Regions from separate parts of the Mus musculus genome. Here all the other regions are linked to region 4. The links are chromatin contacts, called in public HiChIP or PLAC-seq, capture Hi-C and promoter capture Hi-C maps. All regions are on one chromosome and are shown on one strand. Each heading gives the region's core, a stretch centred on a gene start, on an enhancer-like site or on the middle of the called end of the contact. The rest is flanking DNA. Distances are from core to core; before and after follow the strand shown.

Region 1 (5,199 bases), core at 130-2,629, 920 kb before region 4:
TAAACCTATCATCTAGTCCCCAGAGAGTGTCATGTGGTCCCATCTCATACACATCAGGGAGAACCAGCTGCCCGAGAGAGGGACATCAACTTGTCCAAAGTCACACCAGAAACTTCACAGGAGCCAGATCGGAACACAGGCTCTCGAGAGTGTGCCAATACTCTTGCAATATGTAGATATTAGCCACCTATGGTTTCATCTTGAGCCTCAGTTTCCCTCCCTCCATACTTCTCTCCCTCCCTTCTTCCTTTTCTCTTTCTCTCTTTTTTCTTTCTTTCTCTCTCTCTCTCTCTTTCCTTCCTTCCTTCCTTCCTTCCTTCCTTTTCTTCCATTCTCTCTCTCTCTCTCTCTCTCTCTCTCTCTCTCTCTCTCTCTCTCTCTCTCAACAGGATCTCAGTATGTAGCTGGAACTCATTATATACACCAGGCTGGCCTCAAACTCAGAAATCCCCCTGCCTCTGGCCTTTGAATCCTGGGCTTGCCAGTTGCGCCGTCACATCCAGTTTATGCAGTGCTGGAGATCAAACCCTGGGCTATATGCATGGTGGACAAGCACTTTACCCACTCAGCTTGTTCCATGCAGTTCCTCTGGAAGCGTGATATTTTCTGGTGCTGGAGTTCCAACCCAGGGCCTTGCACTGGCTAAATCACCGCACATGCTATATCGTTGGTCTGGGCCCTTCCCCCAGCCCCTGCCCTACAACTCTCATCTTTATGAGACTCAGTAGAGGTCGGCAGTAATAATTAATACGACTGTTGCTGTCCTCAAAGAGGGAAAGGAAAGTTCTGGCCCTGAACTTGGTGGTGACAGAGAGACAGACAGCTTCAATGCTAAGGGTTTGAGAGATTATCCACCAGTTTTCTTCTTTTAGTTTTAGAGACAGGGTCTCTCTACATAGCTCTGGCTATCCTGGAGCTCACTCTCTATAGACCAGGCTGGTCTTGAACTCAGAGATCCTCCTGCCTCTGTCTCCCTAGTGCTGGGATTAAAGGCATGTGTCACCAGCTTGGCAACCCAGCTTTCTTTTTGGTTCTCCGGGAGAAACTGACACAAAGAGAAGGGTGGCAATAATGGACCCCAGAAGCCGGGTGGTGGTGGCACTTGGGAGGCAGAGGCAGGTGGATTTCTGAGTTCAAGGCCAGCCTGGTCTAAAAAATGAGTTCCAGGACAGCCAGGGCTACACAGAGAAACCTTGTCTTGAAAAAACAAACAAACAAACAAATAAATAAACAAACAATGGACCCCAGAACCCCCCAACCCACACACTCTAGCAAAGACACATGAGCAGAAGGAAGTGGGTGCAGAGGGCCAGCATCCTCACCGACATGGTGACAGCTCCTGGCCACAGCTCTCCCAGTTGCTCCTAGAGGTTTGTGCTCAAGGTATCCCCTCTTGGTCAGGCTTATAATCCCAGAGTATTACACATTAACCACCCCGAGGCCATAAATAAGGACTTTGGACCTTTATCTCCTAATATCACCCGGTCTGTATATGCAGGCACTCACTCAACAAACAGGAAGATGGCTCCTCACTCACTCTGACTCGATCGTGAGCATCCCTCTGGCCCCGCTTCTGGCAATTCCTACCAGCCTCCGTGGTCAGTACTCCACAAAGCCCAAGGGAGGATGCCCTAGTGCCACCCCCACACAAACCACAAACACCCCGATCTTGGCAGGCCATCCAACCTCTTTGCTGAGCCCAGCTCCTACAACCACAAAAAGACAGGCTGGCTCTGTTAAAAGATGTCCAAGCTTCTAATTTTCAGTGTGTCTGTGAGTCATTCAAAGACTTTTTTCTCCCTTCTCTCATCCATGCTTTTTCTGATTATACATATAATTTGTTTCTTTTTTTTTCTTCTTGTGAAACAGAGTCTGACCATTTAGCCCAGGTTAGCCTTGGACTCTCTATTCTCACACTTCTGCCCCAAGTGCTGGGATTACAGGCAGGAAACACTATATCTGGCTGCACACATTTTGCTTCAAAAGTGGTAGATTCACATCTAGGGCCAGTGAGATGGCTCGACGGATAAAGGTGCCTGCTGCCAAGCCTAACCACCGGGGTTTGCTTCCCGGAGCTCACATGATGGAAGGAAAGAACCAACTCTTGCAAGGTGTCCCCTCTGACCTCCACACATGGACCATGGCACATGTGCACACACAAATAAGTATAACTGAAGTGCTTAAAAACGGGCGGAAGAAGATGCCAAAAGTCAACTATTCTGCGAGGGCTGGGTGGTTCAGTGGTGTGCTGTATCCTCAGGATGCATGCCCTGTGGCTTCCATCCCTGGCACCATGCACAAAAGAGCTTGGTTCTGCTGGGACACAGACCAAACGTGCAGGAGGGAACCCAAGGGTTCGGGACACTGGGGGTTTCTGTCCTTCGCCCTTTATGCCTATGAATTTTGTGGTAGTTGGGGTCCATATACACAATTAGATACTGTCAAGAGGAAGAAACCTGACGTAGTTCCTCTGCTGGGAGGGAACCTGTGCTGCCCGTCCTTCCAGTGGGTTTGTACCACAGACAGGTCTCTACAGTTGTTTATCCTACTTCATTTGGGAACACTGAGGCTCACAGATCTGCACTTCAGAATCAGATGTCGCTGGCTGTGAAACACTCCAGCTCTCCAAGGCTTAGTTTATAGAAGCCATGTCCTACCTCTGAGCACTACTTCATCTTAGTCTGCCCCATTAAAAAACGCTACTCCCAGGCTGGAGAGATGGCTCAGTGGTTAAGAGCACTGACTGCTCTTCCAGAGGTCCTGAGTTCAATTCCCAGCAACCACATGGTGGCTCACAACTATCTGTAATGGGATCTGATGCCTTCTTCTGGTGTGTCTGAAGACAGCTACAGTGTACTCATATACATAAAATAAATAAATAAATCTTCTAAAAAGAAAAACGCTACTCCCTCAGCACCCCCAACAAGCTCCCCAGTGCACATTCCCAGAAACAGAACTTTGCCAGAGCTCTGGACTGGCAAGCCATGGAGGCTTCCATCCGAGTTGGCAGTAACCGCGCTGGGCAGGGCACTGGGAGACCAGCCCTGCCTAGTCCCATGGGGTGCCAGGAGCCGGTGGGTGGCTCACTGCCCAGTGCTCCCATCAGACACCACCTCCGGTGCCAGGCCAAGAGGGGAGTGGTTTATTTCCTTATTTTACCCACGAGGAAATGGATTGCTTCTCAGCCCTTCTCCTGGGAGCCAAAGGAGCTAAGACATTTGAAAGTGCAGTAGAAAGTGGACCTGGTTCACCTCTGATGATGGCATTAAGTCCCACACACCACAGAAGCTTTGGCAAGTGCTCAGAAAAAGAACAGAAATCTCATGTCTCATGTCATGTCACCTTCACAGCTAGAGCGACATGACAAGCCATAAGTCTGTGTGTCTTTCAAGCTGCATTTTATGGTTTGCTTGCTTATGATACATGGTGTCTCTCTAACCCAGGTTGGCCTAGAATTCACTAGTTACCTCAGGCTGGCCTGAGCTTATCCTCTGCCTCAGGCTCAGTCATGCAGGTGCCAGGGATTTGAACTCGGATCCTCATGTTCTCAGAGCAAGTGCTCTTACACACTGAGCCGTCTCCCCCCAGAGGGCTCCAGCCCCTCCCTACATGCACACTTTTGTAAGATCAACTTCACTCACATCACCGGACTTGTGATTTGCTTCTGACGGGAAGAGTTATTTATATAGCAGTGATGGGCTGTCCCAGCCAAGGCTAGTGCTGGGGTCTGAACGTTTGCCCCAAAGCTCAGCTCATGGTGAATTCATTGTCTTCAGCCGAGCACAGTGGTGCCGACCTGTTAGCCTAGGCTTGAGAGGATCAAGAGTTCAAAGTCATCTTTGGCTACATGGTAGATGGAGGCCAGCCTGGGCTGCTGGAGACTTAATGTCAGAAAAATAAATGCCACTGGGTCACATGGTGAGGCTCGGCCTTGAAGAGACAATTAGGCCACCTAATCACCTAGTAGATCAATGCCAGAATGGGCTCCTAATAAAAGCATGGGCTGGGCCCAACTTCCCCCCTGCCTGCCATATGTCCTCTTGTTCTCAGCTATGACACAGCACAAGGACCCTAGCCTGGTGCGGTGGCACGGTGGCATCCTCATGGACTTCCTAGCCTCTGGGTCACAGAGAGTAAACATCTCTTGTTAATACTGTTTGGTATGAGATATGCTGATATAGCAGCAAAAAAGTGGATTAAGACAGGAATATTACCAAAGGCCCATTCTCCCTGTCCTTATTCTGGTATAAGCAGCACAGCCCTGTTGTAAGAAAAGGCTTGTGTGCCAAAGAACTTAAGTCTCCATCCGCACAGCCGCAAGCCACATGGGCACTCTTGCCCTTGGGTCTGACCCCACTTTGGCCAGCTCAATGCAGCCTGGTAAGAGACCTGAGCCAGAGGCACAGCAGGCTTATCAGCCCCCTTCTAGGATTCTTACCGAAACTGTGAGTTGGGTTTTTTTTTTTTTTTTTTTTTTTTTGAGACAGGGTGTCTTTACATAGCTCTGACTTTCCTGGAACTCAATATGTAGTCTAGGCTGGCCTCAAACTCATAGAGATCTGCTTGTCTCTGCCCCTCCTCCCCCCGCCCCCAATTCTAAAATTAAAGGCTTGCGGCCACAACGCCAGGCGGGAAATCTTTTATCTTAAATCTCTACACTTGGATAGCCTCATTTCCCAGAACTAGGTAAATACACTGTCTTTCCGCATCTAAAGCTGGGGAGAGAAACCCTGCTCTGGGGGCAGAAGGACCCTCTGCCCGGGCTCATTCTCACAGAGCTGTGTACTGAGTGGGTTTGATTTCGAGAGGTTTCAGGGGGTTAGTTTTCCACAAGTAGGTGTGGCGGTGTCAGTGTCAGTGTGTCCGCATGTTTGCATGTGTGTGGGCACACATATATGTAGTGTAGCGGGTACAGAGGCTCAAACCTGACCTCGGACATCTTTCTGGATCACTCGCTACCTTATTTGTTGAGGCAGGTTGGGCTCACAGACAGGTCACCGGCTCACTGGACCTTCTGTGGGTTCCAGGATCTGAACTCCTGCCTTCACGCTTGTACAGTAAATGTTTCCTCATCTGAGCCATCCCCCCAGCTCCTGTTTTTGAGTTTTTGAAATGACACAGCACAAGGACCCTAGCCTGGTGCGGGGTTTCACTGTGTAGCCTAAGTTGGCCTGGAGCTCTTGATTCTCCTGCCTCTGG
Region 2 (5,220 bases), core at 1,062-3,561, 970 kb before region 4:
AATGTTTCAAGATCAGGCTAGGGATTCATAAAGCAAAGCAGACCCACAGGCTCTGCTGGGGGGAGCTGTGGTCATAAGACACTTACAGTGTATACATTCCTTGAGAGTCTCCACTTCAGAAACTCCCAGCTCAGAGGAGAACAGAGCAGAGCTGCCCCCGGGGAGGAGAGAATGTCACAAAACCTGAAAGGATCTGCTTGTCCACCCTCAAGGGACTCCACCAATGAGTTATGAGACAGGTTCGCGACACATTACCTATGCTGTCTCTTCAAACAAGTGGAATCAGATCCCGAGTAACTGCTAGGGACAAGCAGCCTTGTCCACTGACCGCAAAAAACAAAACTCACAAGGTCTAGATATGTATCAAAACTGGCTTGCTTATCACTCTCTATGTAGCCTGGGCTGGCCTTAAACCTGGTCCTGCCTCTGCCTCCTGAGTGGTATTACAGGCGAGTACCACCACCCTGAACTTACATTTCTATTTATTTATTCATTTACTTATCTATCTATCTATCTATCTATCTATCTATCTATTTACTCGGGGGAAGGAAAGCATCTATGCACAACTTTCAGGAGTTGGTTCTCTCCTACTGTGTGGGTCCCGGGGAGTGAACTCAGGTGGCCAGGCTTGCTTCTTTATCCACTAAGCCATCTCATTTATTCTTGAACGTTTACATGAGAAACTAGCCATACCATTCATAAAGATGATTAGAGAGAGAGAGTCATGTTAAGCACATGGACTCTGAACTCTGGGGCCCTGGGTAAACTTCTGCAGTTGGTGCCTCAGTTTCTTCATCTGTCCAATGGGTATAGTGAAAACAGACACCACCACCCCCAGTGCAGTTGGGGTAAGAAAATTCTGCTCTGGTGGCAAGGATGGGGCACCCACTGAGATTGCTCACCAAGGATCATGGAGCAGCGTTGGGCAGGTTCCTGGCCAGTGAGCAGCGTGAAGTGTTCTGGGTAGTAGAATTCCAGGGCTTCCAGGAAGGCCTCGAAGCCCCTCTTGCCCCGGCAGCGTAAAATGTCTATGAGGCGCCCTGAGGGTAAAGGTTGTGACAGGGGTCAGGATGAGGTCTTCCCCCAGTGCCCCTGCTCTCCACCCCGACAATGCTCCAGGGCCTACGTTCCCCAGATTTTTGGGCTGTGACACACACCGGGGCCTGTCCCAACACATCAGGGAGCAAAGCTCAGTCTGCCCTGGCTAGGAACACCAGACCCTCCCCAGAGCACCTGCACTGGAGCAGGTCCCCAGCAACCCCTACACACACACACACACACACACACACACACACACACACACACACACACACACACACACGTTACGCATGCCCGGGGGCATCGGATGCCTGCGTTTCCCAGGCAAAATGCTCTCATTGACTTAAGTTCCCTGATACTTTTAGTCCCTCTGACAGTCCTGGTACAAAGACGCCCAGTGGGAGAGGAGCCTCGGAGAACTGAGCCCGGATTTGAGCTCTTGAGAAAAACTGATTCTTTAAGGGATACACAAATGGGACAGAGAGAACCAGAGAGGTCAAAGAGCACAGTAAAGATCCCACAGGGGTCGCCATCGGCACCGGCAACCACATCCAGCTGTCTGCTCTGGAGCGGGCCTAGGAAGGGAGAGGAAACCCCTGGCGGCGGGCTCACCGGTACGGTTAGCGCGGCACGGGAAACGGTAGGTGCTGAGCACCTCCTCCTCGTCCTGTTCGTCCAGGACGCGGCACTGGCGCAGATACGGCGTGAGCTTGGCCGGATTCAGGGCGCGCGTCAGTCGGTGCCGGACGCCCTCGATCCGCTCCCACAGCGCGTCCTCTTCGGCCTCCGACCCCGAACCCGCCCCAGCCTCCTCGTCAGCCTCGCCCGCGTCCGCCCGGCCCTGCATGGCCGCGTCCTCCGAGCCTGCGGGCGACAAGCACGGTGGGCACGGAGCCGCGGTCACCGCACCTGGGCGTCGCCCGCGGGTCCCGGCGCTGTCGGGCTCCGTCTTCCCGGGATCCCAAGCTGCTCTGCCTGCACCCTCCCGGGTCCCCGAGAGGTCACGCCCGCGTCCTCCCGGGCGTCCCGTCGGCGTCCTTTCACGTCCCCACGCTGCTGTCCCGCCCGTGTCCTCCCCGCACTCACCACGGGCGCTGCAGCTGCCCTGAGCTCCCGGCTCTGTGCTCGGCCGACGGCTCCGGAGGCGCGACGGGGCGGTGCCTTCGGGGTCATTGGCTCCGCCCCCAGCCCGGCGGCCTCCCGGGCCACCCAACATTGCCCGCGACCCGCTGCGCTCCGGTCGTCCTCCCGGCCGCTCTGCGGGCCAGCCGCGCCTCCCCACCCCCCACCCCCGCTTCCTGTTTCCCGCCGGCTCTCCGGGCCAGTCCTGGCGGGGTCCGCACGGCCCTCCCACACCTGCCCGGCCCCCGACGGGGCGGAGCCGCCACGCGCGCGCCCACACCCCGCGCGCCACCGCCAGGGCCACTGCCGCCGCTGCTGCTCACCTTGTCCCCCACCATGAGCACAACACCAGCCTGCACCCTCTACAAGCCCGACTCCCGGTGCAGCTGGCCACCCGGAACCCTGAACGCGACAAGTGTCCGCTCCACTAGCCACACACGCCCTGAAGTCAACAGGTCACACCAACTTAGCGAGCTCTGGGCTCGGACCTCATATACAGAGCCCCATCATTCCCACTTAAACTCGCATGGTAGGTATATTCACTCTGCTGAAAGTCACATAATACATATCTGTCTTTCAGGAAATATCTGCAAAGTGTGGGACAGGGCCTCAGAAGCTAGCAGAACTTTCACACGTGTCCATGTTCTGGGATAATGGCCTTACAAGTGTTGAGCAGGACTTCGACCGGAGACAGACTACTCACGTGCCTCTCCCTCCCACAAACACCCTGTGCCTAGGCACTTGAAAGCCCCGGTCAGCTGTGAGTCTCTCTCTGTGTGTGTCTCAGCTTTGCATTCATTTGCATCCTGTTCCCAGCTAGGCCTCTTATCTGCCGGTGACCTGGACAATTGCCCCTCCACAGTCTCAGTGTTCCCGAACACGCTGCCAAGAGCTCACATCTTTCACCAAGCCCAGGACAGCCTGTGTGGGCAGCAGAGGGGAGGGGTCATGGGCACCTTTCCAAAGAAGGGAGTCAGTCCCTGCAAGTGTCCAGACTGACTGCACTTTCATTCCTGAGTCAAGTTGATGGCACACGGGGACCAGGATGCTTGCATTTCTAAATGGCCGTTCCTGCGGGGTGGGAGGGAGTGTGGTTAAAATCAATTACATTTGAAAAGGCAGCGTCAAAACTCCCTTCTGCCTTGGAGACTAATACTCCCACAATAAGGTCCTGTAGTCACATGCTAGAAGCTCTCTGGGCACTGGAAAGTGCCCTCGGGGTGGCGAGAACAGGGTTAAGAGGACACAGAGGATCTGGAAAGATGTGTAGGTCCCCAAAGCCACCCATACTTTCCGAATTAGATGCATCACTCACCCAAGGAAACAAGGTTGACCACAACCCCTGAACAGCCCCTGCAGTAAAGAAACTAGTTTACCTACATAACCTAGTTCCTTTCCCAGCCTTGAAGAACCACAGACTTTTGCTGACTTGGTTTTGTTTGGAGTATCACCAGTTCACCTGCAGAAGCAGCTCTGTAGAAAGGACTGAATTCTAATGCAAACCTATCCCTTTACAAAGGAGGAAGCAGGGGCCCAGAGAGAGCAAGAACTTGCCACACACTGGATCCGCCCTGGCCTCTCTCCCCTCCCCAGGCTCGGTTCACACTAGGCTCCCTCCCAAGGATCGCCTCTCCTCTGCTGACCCTGATACCCTGACTCTGGCTCTCACAGGGAGCAGCTCCTCCCTCAAAGAGCCGCTCCACCCTACCGCAGCCCTGTGAATATTTTTTCTTGGCCGGGATAATGGGAAGGAAACCCTGGAAAATGAGTCTTTAGTTAATTATTCTCTCATCAGAGGCAAAACCAGGGCCAGGAATCTGGCACTGAAACTAGGAATTAGCTTGTAAGCTAACAGACTTTGGGGGGGGGGGGGGGGGGCGTGGTGTCACAGAGTCACAGCAGGTCCCAGAGCCTGCTCTTAAAGAAGCTATAGAGATCCTGAAACACCTCACATGTGCACACGTGGTCATACACTTACTCCCAGGCACACACTTGGTTTCACAGACACACTCACGTGGACACAGATGCATTACTAGTCACAGACACACCAAGATGCACACATATACAGGGCTACAAACACATCATACATGCTTACACACATGCCGTGTTTACTCACTCACAGGCGCACACACACAGGCACACACATTTATATGGACACACGTGGTTACACAGACACACTCAAAGGCACAAGCACAGTTTTACACACATACACAGACAACCTAACAGATACACTCATAGACACACACAGTTATACAGGTACACACCAACACATAGACATAATCATACATACACAATTACATAGCACTCTTACATGCACATACATGGTCCAAACACAGTTGCATTTATAAACACACTTACATGCACACACACACACACTTGCCTATGTGGCTATGGAGCCTGGCAGCAGGCAGTAATCAGCAGGACACCCACATCTCCATTGTCAACAAATGCCCCTGCCCGGTCTGCTGTCCCTAGGTGCTCCCAGCATGGAGGGCAGATGGTTATCATTGAGCATCCCTTCCAATACTGTCTTCTTGTGGCTTCTGCTCCATTATTCTTCTCCCTGTCACTGTGCCAAGAAAGCAAGGCAGAGAGAGACAGAGATCTGAGTCCCCAGGTACCTGGCCAGGAGTCCTAGACCTCCCAGGGGCTCCATTTCCCTGTCTGCAGGTGACAAGAGGTGAGCAGTGTCAGACACAACTGGGGAGGACAGTGGGAGAGTAGACCCGGGACCCTGGGGACTGATATTGGGCCTTAGCCATGTATGTCTTCTTGGACAAAGGTCTTCCCCTTGGAGAAATGGCCTGAGTGCTCCCTGTGCAGGAATGTACGGCCCATGTGAGCTGAGGAACCTCCATCTTCAAGGTCATTTCTCTTCCCAACTCATCAAGGAGCCCATCCCTAGGTCCAAACCCTTCTGTGCCCCATCACCTCAGGCTCCTCCACACCCCCAACTCTGAGGTACAGTGTCTTTACAACTGAGCAGACAGAGGGCTGTTTTGTTGTTGTTTTATTGTTGTTGTTGTTGCTGCTGCTGCTGCTGCCACCATAAGATCTCTC
Region 3 (5,224 bases), core at 657-3,156, 630 kb before region 4:
CTACTCCATCTTCTTTAGAGTGCCTGTCACTTAAGGTTCTTTTCCTTTTCTTGTATTTATTCATTAATTTATCTTTTTTTATTTCTCTTTTTATTTATTTGTTTATTTATAGAAACGGTCTCACTTTGTAGCCTGGCTGTCCTGAAATTTGGTATGTACATTGGGCAAGCCTCTAACTCACAAAGACTCACCCACCTCTTTCTTCAGAGTGCTAGAATCAAAGACATGAGCCACTATATGCAGCTTTTCTCCCTTTAAGATTGTATGTGGGCTGGAGAGATGACTCACATATCAAGAGCATATATGATGCTCTTCCAGAGGTCCTGAGTTCAATTCCCAACAACCACGTGGAAGCTCACAACCATCTGTAATGGGATCTGGTGCCCTCTTCTGGCCTGCAGGCATACATGCAGGCCGAACACTATCCATAATAAATAAACAAACAAATCTTAAAAAATAAAAGGTCGTGTGTGTGTGTGTGTGTGTGTGTGTGTGTGCGCGCGCGCGTGCGTGAGTGTGTAGCTATGCGTGTATGGCTGCCTGTGGAGGGCAGGGAAAGGCACTGACTCATAGGAAGCTAGAGTTACACATTGCTTTGACCCACCTGATATGGTTGTGGGGGATTGAACTTGGGTCCTTGAGAATAGCCAGTGCTCTTAATCTCTGAGCCATCTTTCCAGTCCTTATTTTATTTCAAGGATAGGTTCTTACTATATTATCTAGGCTAGCTTTTCTTGGGCTCAGGCAATCCTCCCATTACATATGCCTAAGACACACACACTTTTTTGGTGACTGGCTAACATGGGTGCTGGGGAATGAGCTTTCAAAGGGCAGTACATGTTCCTAACCACTGAGCCAGCTCTCCAACTGTAACACACACAGACTTTTTTGTGTATGGTGTGCTGGGGCTGAAACCCAGACTCCACATCTGCCTAGAATATACTCTGTCACTGAGCAACACCTTCAGCTCTATAATTTTCTCCTGTTCATTTTTCTTGTTACCCTCCTGTGTTATCAGTTTTCTGAGAGCAAGAGTTGTCCTTTGCAATCCTCTCAACACTCTATTCCTAGTACCTAGGACAATATCCAAATCACACATTAGGTTTTTGTCGTTGAATAATTAAGTGCATACATGCTCATTCATGTAGCAGAGGCTGGAGCTACAGTTGTGAGCAGAAACAGGCACGTTTCTTTGCCTGGTGGTGTTCACCATTTAGAAGGTGACACTAAACACCTCTAAGACTGTATAATGTCTAAGCCTGGTGAAGGGAATTGAATTTGGTACTGTGAAGGTCCCACTGCAGTGAGGAGATAGGCTTCATTGAAAGTGCATGTAAAAGATGAACTAACCATTCCAAAATTCTCCATCTCTGGTCTTTGATTCTTCCCCGAACCTTTCAGAATCCCAAGCTCTTAAGGAAAAACCGCACCGCTCGGGTCGTTGATCCCCTAATGCACTGACCTCTGAGCAGCTCACAAGTCCCCGGCGTGTAACCTGCTTGCTTACGGCAGCGGCGGAACCCGGTTCCTTTGGTCACCGAGTCCACCCTTTCCTGGGAAGCCATGGGAGGGCCCTAGGAGGGAGAGAAGCAATGACTCGCCCTAGTTACGCTTCGCAATCCGGACCTCTCATCACGAGCAACCTGGGAGTCTGAGAAGCTGGTGCCCGACCCCTCGGCTCCGGACAGCGCAGTGACCACAGTCCCTATCGTGACGGTCCGGGGAGGAGCGCTCACCTTAGGCGATGACCTGGGCGTGACAGAGCCCTCCGCACGGAGAAACTCCAAGGAGCTAGAGTGTCAGCGTCCTCACTAATCGCTCCTTGTTACCATGGTAACTAGCGACACGCCTCCACGCACGCGCATTAGCGTCTGGTCGGCCGCTGCTTCCCGGAAGTAACTGCGCCTGGGTCACGGCGCAAGCGCAAACTACGCGTGGTGCGGCGAGGGGCAAAGGCGCGCGTTCTCTGCTCTGCGCCCCGGGCGGAGAAGGCATCATGTCAGACAACGAGGACAAGTGAGCACGGGCCACGGAAGGAGGGAGGTCGTGGTGCGAGCAGGGCTCTTGGAGCACAGGCTAGCCCAGCTGCTGGGTTGGTGGGGCGAAGTCTTCAGAACTTCCTACCTCGCGGAGCAATGGGGACAGTGGTCAGAGAGTTCAGTCCGTGTGGCCCCTGTCCTCTGAGCGCTCTCTTTCTGGAAGGGAATGCCAGAGGTGTGTAGCTTGTGTAGTCGTGGAAGTAGGAAGGAAAAAGCAACCCAGAGAATGGCCTGGAAGGCTGGGAGCAGACGCGGGCTTGGGCTAGGTGTGATAGTAGCAGAGGTGGCAGAAGTGGGGATAGACTCTAGAGAGCATGAAGTTTAGTGTTGTTTGAGGCAAGGCCTCACTCTGAAACCCAGGCTGCCCGGGAATTCACTATATAGCTAAGGCTGGCTTTGAATTCGACACAGTCCTCTGCTTCAGCTTCCCAAGTGTTGATATATCTGGCATGAACCACCAGACCCAGCTGGATTATGGACATTTTTTTTTTTTTTTTCCGAGACAGGGTTTCTCTGTATAGCCCAGGCTGTCCTGGAACTCACTTTTGTAGATCAGGCTGAACTCAGGAATTCACCCACCTCTGCCTCCCCAAGTGCTGGGATTAAAGGCGTGCGCCACCACCACCCGGCTGGACATATTTTTATTTTATTTATTTGGAGACCAAATATAACCTTATATCAGGTGGTTCGAACATAGAGATTCATCTACCTCTGCTTTCCAGGTGATTTTTGTTCTTTTTTTTTTTTTTTTTTCCTGAGACAGAGTCTTTCAACATAGTCCTAGCTGTGTCTGGAAGTCACTGTGTAGATTTGGCTGTCCTCAAACTTACAGAGATCTGCCTGCTTTCACCTCCTGAGCACTGGATTACAGGCGTGCGCCACCATGCCTGGATCCTGATATATTTTAAAGATAGAACCTAAAGGATTTCTTGATACGCTGTATATGTTAATCAAGAGAGAAGATGAACTATGGTAGTCCTGATAGATCAGTCAGAATTCAGAGTCTGGGCGTGGTGGTTCACACCTGTAATCCTAGCACTTGGGAGGCTACTGCAGGGGAATTGTCCTGAACTAGATGTCAACATAGTGAGTCTCAGGCCAGCCTGAGTTACATACTGTGCAGTAAGATTGACTTCAAAACAAGCATACAAAATACAGTCAAAAATGCAATGAAAGCAGAGATGACGGCGTTGACCAGGGCAGTGATTGCCACCAGAGAAGAGATGGTGAGTGAGTGACTTGGGGGGAAGAGAACCCAGAAAAGCATCCCCTCCCCCAGAGTGGGAGGCAGGAGGGAGGAGCCAGGTATGCTGGCTGTCCAGGGGAAGGGTTCAGCATTGTAAAGATCCTTAGTGAAGCTGGGGGTGGTGCAAGCCTTTGATTCCAGCACTCAGGGCAGAGACTTGGGGGGGGGGGGGGGAATCTCTCAGTTCCAGGCCAGCCTTGTCTGCAGAGTGAGTTCCAGGCCAGCCTTGTCTGCAGAGTGAGTTCCAGGACAGCCAGGCAGCACAAAGAGACACTTTTCTTTTTTTTTTTTTTTTTTTTTTTAAAGATTTATTTATTTATTACATGTAAGTACACTGTAGCTGTCTTCAGACACACCAGAAGAGGGCGTCAGATTTCGTTACAGATGGTTGTGAGCCACCATGTGGTTGCTGGGATTTGAACTCTGGACCTTTGGAAGAACAGTCGGGTGCTCTTACCCACTGAGCCATCTCACCAGCCCCTTTTTTTTTTAAAGATTTATTTATTTACTATATGTAAGTACACTGTAGTTGTCTTCAGATACACCAGAAGAGGGCACCAGATCTCATTACGGGTGGTTGTGAGCCACCATGTGGTTGCTGGGATTTGAACTTCAGACCTTCGGAAGAGCAGTCGGGTGCCCTTACCCACTGAGCCATCTCACCAGCCCAAAGAGACACTTTTCAATGGGGAGGTTGTGGGGTGCGATGATCAGTGAGCACAGGAAGGATGGCTGTGGAGCTTGAGGGTGTGGCGAAAGCCTTACTGAGGTGAGGCTCTGACTCGGGAAGTGAAGAATTGGAGACAGCGAGTTTGGGCAGCTCCCTCAGACATTGTGCACCACGGGAGGCTGATGAGATGGAGGAGGGGCTAAAGGTGAAAGTTTTGCTGCCCGAGCCTAACAACCTAGGTTTGATCCCTAGAGCCCCTGGTAGAAGGAGAGAACAGAAAAGGGAGTCTTGGTGGTGTATGTGGGCCTGTACGCGAGCACGCATCATGTGCACGTTAGCAATAAATAAGCATGTTTTTAGAAGCCTGGTGACCTTAGGCTATGAAAATGGCAATGTCACCTTGGTCTTATGTAGTTTTGTTTGTTTGTTTGTTTGTTTGTTTTCTCCACCATAAGGGAATATGGAATTAAGCTGTAGCAGGAGGGGAAAGAATAATGGTGTGTTGTTTGTTTGTTTTTAAGAGGGGGAGGTGATGCTGGTAGTGTGCTGGTGCTGTGAGTGCCAGCGGCTTCATGCATGCTGTCTACACACCCTACTTTTGAGTTACAGCTCCAGCCCTGAAGTACACTTCACTTGTTTTTGTTCTTGAGACAAAATCTCACTATGTAGCCCAGGCTGGGCTCAAACTCCTAGTTCTCTCACTTCCCATTTCCAAATGCTAGGAGTACAGGAGTGTGCTACCACCCTGGCACGTTTATATTTCTCTCCTTATGTCCTTATGAGAGGCTGAAACTGTCTTCATGACGAGGGGGATGGCGCAGAGGTTAACCACACTTGGCTGGTTTCCCAGGGAGTAAAACCAGGCAGACAACTCCGGCTTCGGGGGCTCCCACACCCTCTTCTGGCTTCCAGGCGCACTTGTATGTGTGTACATTTACATACACAAACACACAGATAAAATAAACCTTAAACACACAGTCCCCGGACCAGAACAGTCCATGTGTACATGTAACTGGCGTGGTTCACAGAGAAGGAAACCACAGTGAAGGTGTCCTAGCAAACTGTGGGGACACATGGCACATGATTGGAGGCACAGAGTGACCCTCCAGAGTTTGGTTCCCTTGTTGAGATTTGCCGGCCCCTTGTCCGACACTGCTGAGACATGGGCTGTATCTCTGGTTCTGGCCGGTGATGCTCTAACCACCAGTTTCTTCTGGCAGTTTCGACGGCGACGACTTTGATGACGTTGAGGAGGACGAAGGACTTGAC
Region 4 (4,849 bases), core at 182-2,681:
AGCTTGATGCTAGCAGCTGGCAAAATGCAAATGGAGACATTTAGTCAGGAGGAAAAGATGGCAGAGTCATGGATGGTTGGAAAAGGGAAGCTATGAATCCTCGTATCACTGTACCAACCTCTTTCAGTTTCCTCACTCCTGTACCCCAAGAATTCCTAGCCACAGGGGAAGAGCAGAGCCAGACAGCAGGCCTGAGGTTCATCTGCAGACAGTGGCTACTGAGTGGGATACTGCGCAGGAAAGCACTGGGCTCTTCCCAGGAGGGAAAGTGTGAGGTCATAACAGACAAAAAGAAGAAATTAGGGGGTGGAGGTCAGTTTATAAAGTGCTTGCTACAAAAGTATGAAGACCAGAGTTTTCTATCCCAGCACCCGTGTAAAGGGCTGGGTGAGGCGGCCATGCCTGTGAGCCCAGCATTGGAGAGGCAGCTGAGAGGATGGATCCTTGGAAGCTCATTAGCCATGAAGCCCAGTGGTGAGCTCCTGGCATCAAAGAGGGAGACCCTGTCTCAGACAATAAGGTGGAGAGTGATTGTGAAAGACACCGAATGTTGACTTCCAGCCTCCACATGTAACTGCACACACAGGAACGCACATACACACAGAAAAAAGACAAGTGAGCAAGTACCGTCTACACTGGACTGGACCCTTTGTACTTCATTTGCCAAAGGAGATGAACTTCAGACTATTGGCTTTATAGATGCACTGACTGGTGCCCAGAGAGATCTTAGGTAGTTCTTACCAATGGGAATCCAACTTAAGTTTGCCAAATTCTTTGCATTACATAAAAGGTTAGGAGAACACACATCCTAAGGGGCGTTGACAGTTAAGTCCCACAACATCATGCTAGGACGTCAGAGTCCAAAAGGCCTTTGCGACCATTCAACCCAATTTCGACTTTATAGATGGGAAGACTGAGTGCCCCCCGTCGGGCAATAGTCAGCCTAGAATCCCAGAGTATCGCCAAATCTCCAAACCAAGTGATCTGGGACGAGGCGATTTAGACCACCAGTCAGCAGCGAGGTGGTGCGGGGACAAAGTGCAGTGGGAGTCAAAACAGGGAGGATGCGAGGGCATGGAGCTAAACAGGACCCAAGATGAGTGAGGAGGAGCGGCCTGCAAAGTGGTGCTGGTGCGCAATGTCACTGCCAAGCTCCGTGGTCTCCTACGTGGGACAAGGGGAGGTCCTGGGCCGGGAACCGCGGGCTGGGGACCTAGGTGGGGCCTAGCGTTGGGCCAGGCCTTGTCCGCCCCGCGCATCCTCCCGCCCTCCCTCAGGGCCAGCCCTCCCCGCCGCGCTGCCCTCCGCACTCCGCGCCCTCACCTGCTCCCGCGGGGGCCGGAGCCGAGGCCACAGCCAGCGCACCCCCGCCAGGGTTGTCAAGGAGCGAGCCAGAGTGTCTTAGCAACCATCACGGAAGTCCCGTCCCGTCACCGGACGTTGACAGCAATATCACTTATTATTGGTGTAGAGAAGTGCCAATTAATTCCGAAGGGGCCTAGGAGGCCGGAGCTTACGCGAGGGGCGTGGCTTAAAGACCGAGGAGGTGGGGCTTCGCTCATAGTCGTCTTAAGCCTGCCGGAGCAGCTGCGGACAGGCAGAAGTAGTCTTTGTAGAGGAACAAACTTCTTAAAGCTGTATTGCCCTGGGAGTTTTCGACATCGAAAATGACAAATGCAGTTTGTTGGTGTCGTGACGCTGATCTGCTATTTTACGACGACCGCAGGAGCCTGATAACCACCAGAACTTAGGTAGTGTTTTAGTCCTTTACAGTGAGTGACTGTCTCATTGATTCGCAACACAGTGCTTACTGTTAACAGCATCCGTGATCCCGTCTGGGCCAATGTGTAGAACTAGAGAGACTGAAGGAAAGAATCAAGGCATAACCTCAGAGAAGGAATCCAGATCTTTCCCTTGTGCAAACCCTCCAGGGTTGCTTTGTCCCAGGGGCTGGGAGACACCTGTACCATCAGATGCAGTTGTCTGGAACCTGCTTCTGATTCTTGGAAAGAAATGACCAAAGAGTGTTAGAGCCTCTTGCTGAGGGGAAGGTGAAGAAGAAGAATGGATCAGTGGAATGCCCCATAATCTAAACATTTATTCTATGCGTATCATGCAATCATTAATGAAGCCCCACTAGCTGGTGATTCTGCGGAAGGCACAGTTCAGAAGGTATAGAGCCATGAGAAGAAATGGAATCGTTTCCGCGTGCTTCTATAGCAGAGACTGGCAGGGTACTGGCTCTTTTTAAGTGGGACAACGAGGCGGGAAGAGCCCAAGATGACCAGAATGCTAATGGGAGCGGGACAGCGGTAGCTCCAAGAGGCCTGGGTGCAGGGTCAACGTAGTAGGAGTGCAGGGTCAACATAGTAGGTCAAGTAGAGGGGAAGACAAAGAAAGAAGCAGGGCAGAAGAAAGAGAGGTTTGAAACACAAGTGGCCCCTGGTGTGAGGTGAGATAGAGTCATTGGTTGCTGGAGAGCTTTGGGGAGAGTGGTAACAAGGTCTGATCTGGGACAGTGGATTAACCTAGCTTGAGTGTACAGACCCAGAACACACACATTGGGCTTGGTTTGAGACTTGGCAGCAGGAATTCAGCTCAGCACACGACAGTTCCTAGCTAGCCTCCCTGGAAAGTTCTGACTGTCTGTGGCGAATCTTACTCAGCCTTCAAATTTCCTTAATCCTCTTTTCCAACTTTCTCCAGGAGATGAAGGGCAGCCTTTGAGGGGGATGACGCTCTCACTTCTGTCACTTACACAAACGACTCCCCCAAAGGGGTCCTTGTTTGCCATCCTCTCTTTCTCGCCTCCCATTCATTCTCCCGCCCACCACAATCTGGCTTCCACTCCCACGATGTTTCTGAAATTCCCTCTCTTGTGGTTACCAGTGACCTTCTGAGGAGCAACAGCAATTGTTAGACCATCTTCCTTCCCTGCTGGCAGCACCAACCGCAGAAACCTTCACACAGTTCTCTATCACAGAGGTAGTACCTATAGATCTTTCTGCAGTGCAGATTCCAGGATCTCCTGCAACGGAATGGAGGATCATAGGGTGTTTTTCTGCAGGCTACCTTGTGGGAGCTACTGGGTAACAGGGTAACCTGGCTCTCTTGTGTCCCCCAGACCTCTAATTCATTTTTGGCTCCCATCTTGGGCTCTTGCTTTGGTCCTTAATATTACTGTGTTTTTCTGACAAGTGGTTATTGTTTCCATAGGAAATGTCAGCCAAGGGCTTATGGTTTGCACATTTGCTTTCCAGCTGATAACACTGTTGCAGGTGGTGGAACCTTTGGGACATCAGACCTAGCTGGTAGGCAGCTAAGGAACATGCCTTGAAGGTTACAGCCCTGCCCTGTCCTGCCCTGCTTCCTGCCTTCCTCTCGGCTACTGGAGCCACCAAGACACAGGAGCCACATCCTGGTTGACATGATTCCCCTCTCTATTATAATGACACTACCTCTGGATTTTAAACCGAAAGAAACTTTTTTTCTTTTTTTGAGACAGGGCTTTCCTGTGTATCCCAGGCTGTTCTGAAACTTAGACCAGGCTGGTCTCCAGCTCAAAGATCTGCCTGCCTCTGCCTCCTAAATGCTGGGCTTAAACGCATTTGCCACAATGCCTGGCTACATTGTCTTTGCTTAAATTGCTTCTACCAGATACTTTGTCAGATGGACAAAAACAGGAATACCTCCTCTCTGTTTGCTTGCATTCCCATCCAGTGGGGTACTTACTGGAACTGTAGGTGGGAAGTGGGTACTCTGGAAATGTCCCCTTCTTCCAGGGAGTGGCGCTCTTGATTTGTGCCTTGCTGAGGAATGCTGCTTTACCACTGTCCCTTTGGGGCTCTAAGGCCCGCAGCTCCCTTAATCCTTGTCCTTTTAGATTAGCAGTTCTCAACCAGTGGGTCACGACCCCTTACAGGGATCACCTACGTCTATGGGAAAACACATTACAATTTGTAACAATAGCAAGATTGCAGTTATGATGTAGCAATGAAAATAATGCTATACTTGGGGTATCTCAACAGCAGGAGGCACTGTATTGAAGCATTGGGAAGATTGAGGATGACTGAGCTAGGTCCTGATTGCTTTGATCTTTTATTCCCCAGGTTAGGTCTCTTGTTGTGCACGGAGGCTCAGATGTCCCATAGCATCCTGGCTGTCTCTACCAGAGTGGCCCACAAGCTTTTCCAAGTAGTGTGTTTCCAGCCTGTTCTCCCCAGATTTCCCATCTGGGTAAATGACTGCACTCATCACTTAGGTGCCTGTAGCACACACCAAGCTGTCACCTTTATACTTTCTCCACCCTAGCCTACTCCAGCCAGTGACTGGGCCTCTAGTCCTCAGTCCTGCCTCCTCACAGGACTGTCCCAGCACAGCAATACAACTGGAGCCAGTGTCATAGAAACTACTTCCTTCCCGGGCTGCCATCTTTAGCTCTACCCTTCCCTAGTCCTCCATTGCAGTCAGCAAGCTCCTTCCCAAACCCACGTCATTTCCTTGTTAACAGCTCCTTCCTGTTGGCCCAGAATGCACCATGAGATCAAGTGACTGCCCCAGGTCGGAAGTCAGGGCTCGCCTTCCTCCTGCTTCAAGCCCCTAGCTGTACAAAGTAGGAGAAACCCAACCCTTCAAGGCTCTTCCTCAGCTGAAGGCTGCTTCTCACTGATCTCTCTGCTCCCGGGCCCCTGCGTTCTTTTCTGGCTCTTTATTCTCTTGCTCTACTCCCATGAGCCTATAAACTCTTGGGATGAGGATGCTAGGCAAACATAAGTCCCTTGGGTTCTCACCTCTCTGTGTGTTGCTGAAACCTCTTGTATGCCCTGTATGGCTAGATTCCCTCTTCTGT
Region 5 (5,415 bases), core at 682-3,181, 700 kb before region 4:
TCTTCTGGTGTGTCTGGAGACAACTACAGTGTACTCATATACATAAAAATAAATAAATAAATCTAAAAAAAAAAAAAAAAGAAAACCTCATTAGTCTCATGACCATAGTCACCTCAGGTCATACTCTAGAGGAGACAAGGAAATGTGGCAAAGTTAACCCTCCCTTGAAGAACCACATTTATGTTCTTATCCATATTTACTTACCCATGTACTTTCTTTTTTTTTTTTTTTTTTTTTTTTTAAAGATTTATTTATTTATTTATTTATTATATGTAAGTACACTGTAGCTGTCCTCAGACACTCCAGAAGAGGGAGTCAGATCTCGTTACGGATGGTTGTGAGCCACCATGTGGTTGCTGGGATTTGAACTCCTGACCTTCGGAAGAGCAGTCGGGTGCTCTTACCCACTGAGCCATCTCACCAGCCCACCCATGTACTTTCTATGACTAGTTTGAGACACTCATTGCTCTGTTCTCAGGTGCATCTTACATTGTTCTGAGTACATCTATCCCCTAATGCTAGTGCTTAACCTATGGCAAAACATCTTGGGGTGTGGGTGTGGGGTGAGGGGTATGGGTGTGGTAGTACACACCTCTGATCCCAACACTCAGGAGGCAGAGGCAGGTGGATCTCTGAGTTTGAGGTCATCCTGGTCTACATAATAGACCCTAGGACACCCAGAATTACATAATAGAAAGATCCTGTCTAAAACCAAATGAGCAGGGAGGTAGCTATGCAAGCCTTTAATCCCAGTAAGCAGGGGGCAGAGGCAGGTGGATCTCTTGAGTTCAAGGGCAGTCTGGTCTACAGACTGAGTTCCAGGACAGCCAGGGGTACAGCTGGCTGATTTTTGAAAAATCAGCTGTAACTCCAGAGGATTGATGCCCTGTGTGCATAATTCACTCATACAGAGGAATAAATAATCTTAAAAGTAAGGTCTTTATTAAACCCTAATTCTTTCTTGCTTAAATAAACCAAAGCAACCAGACAGGCAAACAAAAGGAACGACTTTAAGGAGTCTAGGGCTTAAGGAGCCAGGGGGGAGAATGGCAGTTCTAAATAGGACGCTTTGAGTAGAGGGCGTTGATTAGCAACACTCGTCCAGCAAACTCCTGTCTTCAACAGAGAGCCAGGCAGTGATACCGGGGTCATTTGTACTAAAGTCTGGTCAGAGGTAAGCATGAGTGCCGAAGCCCAGAGTTGTGTACCTGGCTGTAATAAGCAGAGATTGTTGTGACCCGGAGACAAGGATGCAGGTGCCCAAAAGGTAAGGCAAATCAGCTGTTCAGGGATTGGTTCTCGCCTTCCACCATGTGGGTCTCCCACATCGAACTCAGGTCGTTAGGCTTGGTGTCAAGGGCCTTCACCAGTTTGGTCATCCTGAGTGTTCTCAGGTTGATTTTTTTTTTTTTTTTTTTTTTTTTTTTGGTGGTGGTGGTGTGGGGGAGAAATTTCTCGCTGCAGGCAAAACCGTTTACACCTAAATCTAAGGTCAGGAACGCTACATCTTAGCAGGTCACTTGTCATCGTCTCTGTACCGTTTTCTTCTGATTTCTCTTTATTTTTGTTGTTGTTGTTTTGGAGACCCCGCTTTATAATCAGATTGGCCTGGAAATAACTAACTTTGGTTATCCTCGAATTTGTTGCAGTCTCCTGCCTCCGCCATCCTTGAGATGGCAGATGTGAGTCAACAGGGTCTAGGCATTCTTCCCCTTTATCGCTTGCCCGCCCCTACTTCTGCGTGCACACCATACTCCACAATAATGTCCTTTGAAAAGCCCGTTTTGCAGGGAGGAAGGAACTCTGATAGTTTAGGAACTCCGTCCTTCCAATCAGAGCTACTTCGCTTCCCCGGCGACCCCGGAAAGGCTTTCGGGCAGGTTGGGCTGGGCGGGACTTCCGGTCCGGCCAAGCAGGCGCGGAGTTCTTCTTCCGCTCTCTCCCACGGGCTTCTGGAGCGCCGTAGCCATGTCTTACCCCGCTGATGACTACGAGTCTGAGGTAATGAAGCGGTGAGCGCGTGGCGGGGTCCGCGGTGGGCACCCGGTTCGGTGGGATCTGTCCCCGAGGTGAGGCGGCGTCCAGATCGGGCCGGAACAAGCGGACCTCGATCATTCCGGCCCTCCCGGCCCCGGGTCTCCTCCCCGGGTCCCTCCTCTGCCGGCCGTATGTCCCCGCGTGTAGTCGCAGTCAGTCGGAGGCGGGCTGAAGGGTGTTTAATGCTGAGTTCTTGGCTCTCATGGCGTCTGCTTCAGACGGGGCTATTACTGTGTTTTTCTTGTCTTGTTGCACCTGTAAGCGTGTTTTGTGCTTGCCCGGGGTCCCTTTTCTCTCACACATGTGAAGCCCTCCGAGGTAGCGACTGTCAGTCTTATCTGAGTAGTATGTTTTGCCTCCTGCTTGACATGGAGGCCCGAGGACGAGCATTTTTGGAGTCCCCATTTGGCGTGTCTCCCTAACTTTGTCTCTTTCCTTGCAGGCTGCTTATGATCCCTACGCCTACCCGGGCGACTATGATATGCACACAGGTGAGGCTCTCAGTTTGCCCGGCTGTCTCTTGCCTTCCAAGGATTGGCACTTTTTTCTTTGACCATCTCAGCGTTGACTCCCAACAGGGACCTGTTAAAAACTGCGTCCTAATGGAGTGGTGGAGTCGGCCATTAGGTCTGATTGGTAGGGTTGTGAAGAGTCTAATTAAACCAGGCCTTTTTTGTGGTCTACCTGCCCACGTCAGAAGAGGACCATCACTGACCCGGCTAGGTTTTTCTTACTTGGGGCAGATTTTATTTGTTATACTGGGGTGGAACCCAGAGCCCCATGCTTGTGGACGGTCTCTGAACCACACCCACAGCCCTCCTCCCTGAGCTGTCTGGCCAAGGTCAAAAAGCTTTGTGGCTTTGTTGTTTGGGTGCCGGAGATGAGATTAAACCACACACTCCAGCCCCAAAGAAGGAAATCTTGGTGTGAAAATCTTCCTTGATTCAAACCAAGTCTAAGTGAAATACTTTGGGGAGGCTTTTGAAGTTTACCGAAATGTTCTAGTCACTTTGAGATTAAGTAAGTACCAAGTGGCTTGCGATGCTCACAGCATGTATTTTATTGGCCCTTACAGTAGAGTAGTTTTACAAAGTAAGCATGTTAATGTGTCTTTAAAGGTGAAAGAAAATAGCGTACTATGCATCATTTGGTTAGAAAGTGAGTTTCCTTTCCTGTTTTTTAAAGATGGGGGTCTCGTTATGTAGCTCTGGCTATCCCGGAACTCACTATATAGAGCATGCTAGCCTCACAGATTCAGCTGTCTGAGGGTTGGGATTAGCAGTGTGCACCCACCTACCCAGCTGAGAAGTAACTTTAATGGTATGTCCTGAGGGACAAGGACAGTGGGCTGGGATTGAGGATGACGGCTGACCTTAGACCCTTGCCCATGCTGGGCAAGCAGTCTGGGACTGAGACTGAACTCTATCCCCGGCCCCTTGGGGTGGTCCTGCCCCGACGTGTCATCAGGAGCCTGGGAGCACTCTGTCGTGTCTCTCTCCTAGGAGATCCGAAGCAGGACCTTGCCTATGAGCGGCAGTATGAGCAGCAGACATATCAGGTGATACCGGAAGTGATCAAAAACTTCATCCAGTACTTCCACAAGACTGTCTCCGATTTGATTGACCAGAAGGTGTACGAGCTTCAGGCCAGCCGCGTCTCGAGTGATGTCATTGACCAGAAGGTGTACGAGATCCAGGACATTTACGAGAACAGGTGTGGATTGTAACATTGTCTTTCTGAGTGGAGCTGGCCTGGCGACGGGGGCCTGCAAGATGATGCAGCTCCTCCCTGTGTGTGCAAACATGTGCGTGTGTGCTGTGTGTGTGTGTGTGTGTGTGTGTGTTTTGGAGATGGTTTCACTATGTCTTTATGACTCCTTTGGGCCAGAGCGCTGGTTTATCCTTCCTAATGCTGGCACTTCTTCATACAGTTCCTCATGTTGTGATGCCCCCCTAATCATAAAACCATTTTTTTGTTGCTACTTCATAACTGTCATTTTGTCATTGTTGTGAATTATAATGTAAATATTTTCTGGAGGTAAAAGCTTGTCAAGGAAGTTGTAACCCACAGGTTGCAAACCACTGGCCTTGGAGCCATGTTAATTAACTGGACTTTGTATCCCAGAAACAAACAAGATCTAAAATAACATCATTACTAATAATGACAGAAGTACCAATTTGTACATGTTACCATGTGGATGAAGCAGGGTTGGCATGTGTGTTTATTGCTTTGCTCTTAACAGTAATCCCATGATGGGAGTTGTGTGATTTTTTTTTTTTCTTCTTTTCTCCTGTTGTAATAGAACTGAATTGCATAGCTAGCACTGTGCGTATGCCGAGTTCTGAACCTGTGTACTCTTGACACCGGAGTCTAATTTTGAACTATGTAACCATCCAATACATACCAGTGTGAACCAAGCTCCGGAGTAGTATTGAGGGATGCCCTGAAGGCAATGAATGCTAGCTATAGACAGGCCAGCTAGGGATGGGATAGGAGATATTTCAAGCAAGGATGGATGTGTGTGTGCAAATAACCAGCCGCCTATTGGATCAGTGAACAGGAGTTGACCGACCTCTGCTCCCACATTGCTGAGGGTCAGGAGAGGAGAGCTGGGTTGAGGCAAGGCTTATGGAAGCCTTAGGCTCTGTTTCTGTCTCTGTGCTGTCTCCCATGTCTCTGGATCGAGGGTTGGGTCTTGAGTCCTTCTTGTTCTGCAGTTGTGAATTGTTTACATTTGGCTTTCAGCTGGACCAAGCTAACTGAAAGGTTCTTCAAGAATACACCGTGGCCTGAGGCAGAAGCAATTGCACCCCAAGTTGGCAATGGTAGGTGTAACACTGTGTCTCGCGTGCTGGATAACAGATGTCAGGACTGGACTCATCAGAGAGGTCAAGAGGGCTTGCGAGGTTTTCTTTGGTTTTTTTTTTGTTTTTTTTTTCCCAAGACTAGGCTTCTCTGTACCTGGCGGCTGTCCTGGAACTTGCTCTATAGTCCAGGCTGGCCTCAAATTCAGATATCCTCCTGCCTCTGTCTCCTGAGAGGTAAAGATAAAGGCCTGTGCCACCTCGCCTGGCTTGCCTGTGTTTCACTTAGCATTTTGTTTCCCCGGAGCTTGGGGAATTACCCAGTGAGAGAGAGCTGTGTAATGTGAGCTTCCCCAGATCTGGAGTCTTGTCTTCCATGCGGGTGGGCTGATCCTTGAGTCCCTTTGCCTTCAGCTTCTTTGCCTCTCACCGCTCACTTTCATGGTCTGTGTGGATGAGGTCTGCAGATGTGGCTTCTCTTTGGCGTGTGGTGTGACCAGGACCTTAGGCATGCAAGACAGGCTCCCGTTGAGCTGTGGTCTGTGTTTGCCATGCACCGGTTTGCTTTTTCAGT

Evidence for each region. Promoter capture Hi-C pulls out the DNA fragments that hold promoters and counts their contacts. HiChIP or PLAC-seq counts read pairs in DNA pulled down with a chosen protein or histone mark. Capture Hi-C pulls out chosen DNA fragments and counts their contacts.
Region 1: a contact with region 4 is called in a promoter capture Hi-C map of liver, with 2.1 times the contacts expected there. The contact joins the promoter of Lgals2 here to the promoter of Dnal4 in region 4. A contact is called at or near these places in 1 of 39 promoter capture datasets (liver) and 1 of 115 datasets of contacts at active chromatin or transcription factors (pancreatic cancer cells).
Region 2: a contact with region 4 is called in a FOXA1 HiChIP or PLAC-seq map of pancreatic cancer cells. The contact joins the promoter of Card10 here to the promoter of Dnal4 in region 4. A contact is called at or near these places in 1 of 39 promoter capture datasets (liver) and 1 of 115 datasets of contacts at active chromatin or transcription factors (pancreatic cancer cells).
Region 3: a contact with region 4 is called in a capture Hi-C map of macrophages, with 2.1 times the contacts expected there. The contact joins the promoter of Polr2f here to the promoter of Dnal4 in region 4. A contact is called at or near these places in 2 of 115 datasets of contacts at active chromatin or transcription factors (the 3134 cell line and pancreatic cancer cells) and 3 of 9 other capture datasets (adipose tissue, liver and macrophages).
Region 5: a promoter capture Hi-C map of pre-B cells shows a contact between it and region 4, with 2.0 times the contacts expected there. The contact joins the promoter of Eif3l here to the promoter of Dnal4 in region 4. A contact is called at or near these places in 2 of 39 promoter capture datasets (liver and pre-B cells) and 1 of 115 datasets of contacts at active chromatin or transcription factors (pancreatic cancer cells).

The regions. Positions count from the first base shown.
Region 1 is chr15:78,854,150-78,859,348 of GRCm38.p6, forward strand. Lgals2 (lectin, galactose-binding, soluble 2) reads right to left here and starts at 1,380. Exons shown (of 4, transcript NM_025622.3): 1 at 1,323-1,380. The coding sequence starts at 1,328.
Region 2 is chr15:78,800,731-78,805,950 of GRCm38.p6, forward strand. It overlaps Card10 (caspase recruitment domain family, member 10), which reads right to left and starts at 2,312. Exons shown (of 21, transcript NM_130859.2): 1 at 2,125-2,312; 2 at 1,651-1,902; 3 at 903-1,040. The coding sequence starts at 2,254.
Region 3 is chr15:79,139,419-79,144,642 of GRCm38.p6, forward strand. Polr2f (polymerase (RNA) II (DNA directed) polypeptide F) reads left to right here and starts at 1,907. Exons shown (of 5, transcript NM_027231.2): 1 at 1,907-2,016; 2 at 5,176-5,224. The coding sequence starts at 1,997. It overlaps 1700088E04Rik (RIKEN cDNA 1700088E04 gene), which reads right to left and starts at 1,833. Exons shown (of 7, transcript NM_138581.2): 1 at 1,737-1,833; 2 at 1,463-1,574. The coding sequence starts at 1,565.
Region 4 is chr15:79,773,036-79,777,884 of GRCm38.p6, forward strand. It overlaps Dnal4 (dynein, axonemal, light chain 4), which reads right to left and starts at 1,432. Exons shown (of 4, transcript NM_017470.2): 1 at 1,324-1,432. It overlaps Gm30977 (a long non-coding RNA gene), which reads left to right and starts at 1,493. Exons shown (of 4, transcript XR_875488.3): 1 at 1,493-1,751.
Region 5 is chr15:79,073,292-79,078,706 of GRCm38.p6, forward strand. It overlaps Eif3l (eukaryotic translation initiation factor 3, subunit L), which reads left to right and starts at 1,932. Exons shown (of 13, transcript NM_145139.2): 1 at 1,932-2,001; 2 at 2,480-2,528; 3 at 3,540-3,750; 4 at 4,783-4,862. The coding sequence starts at 1,969.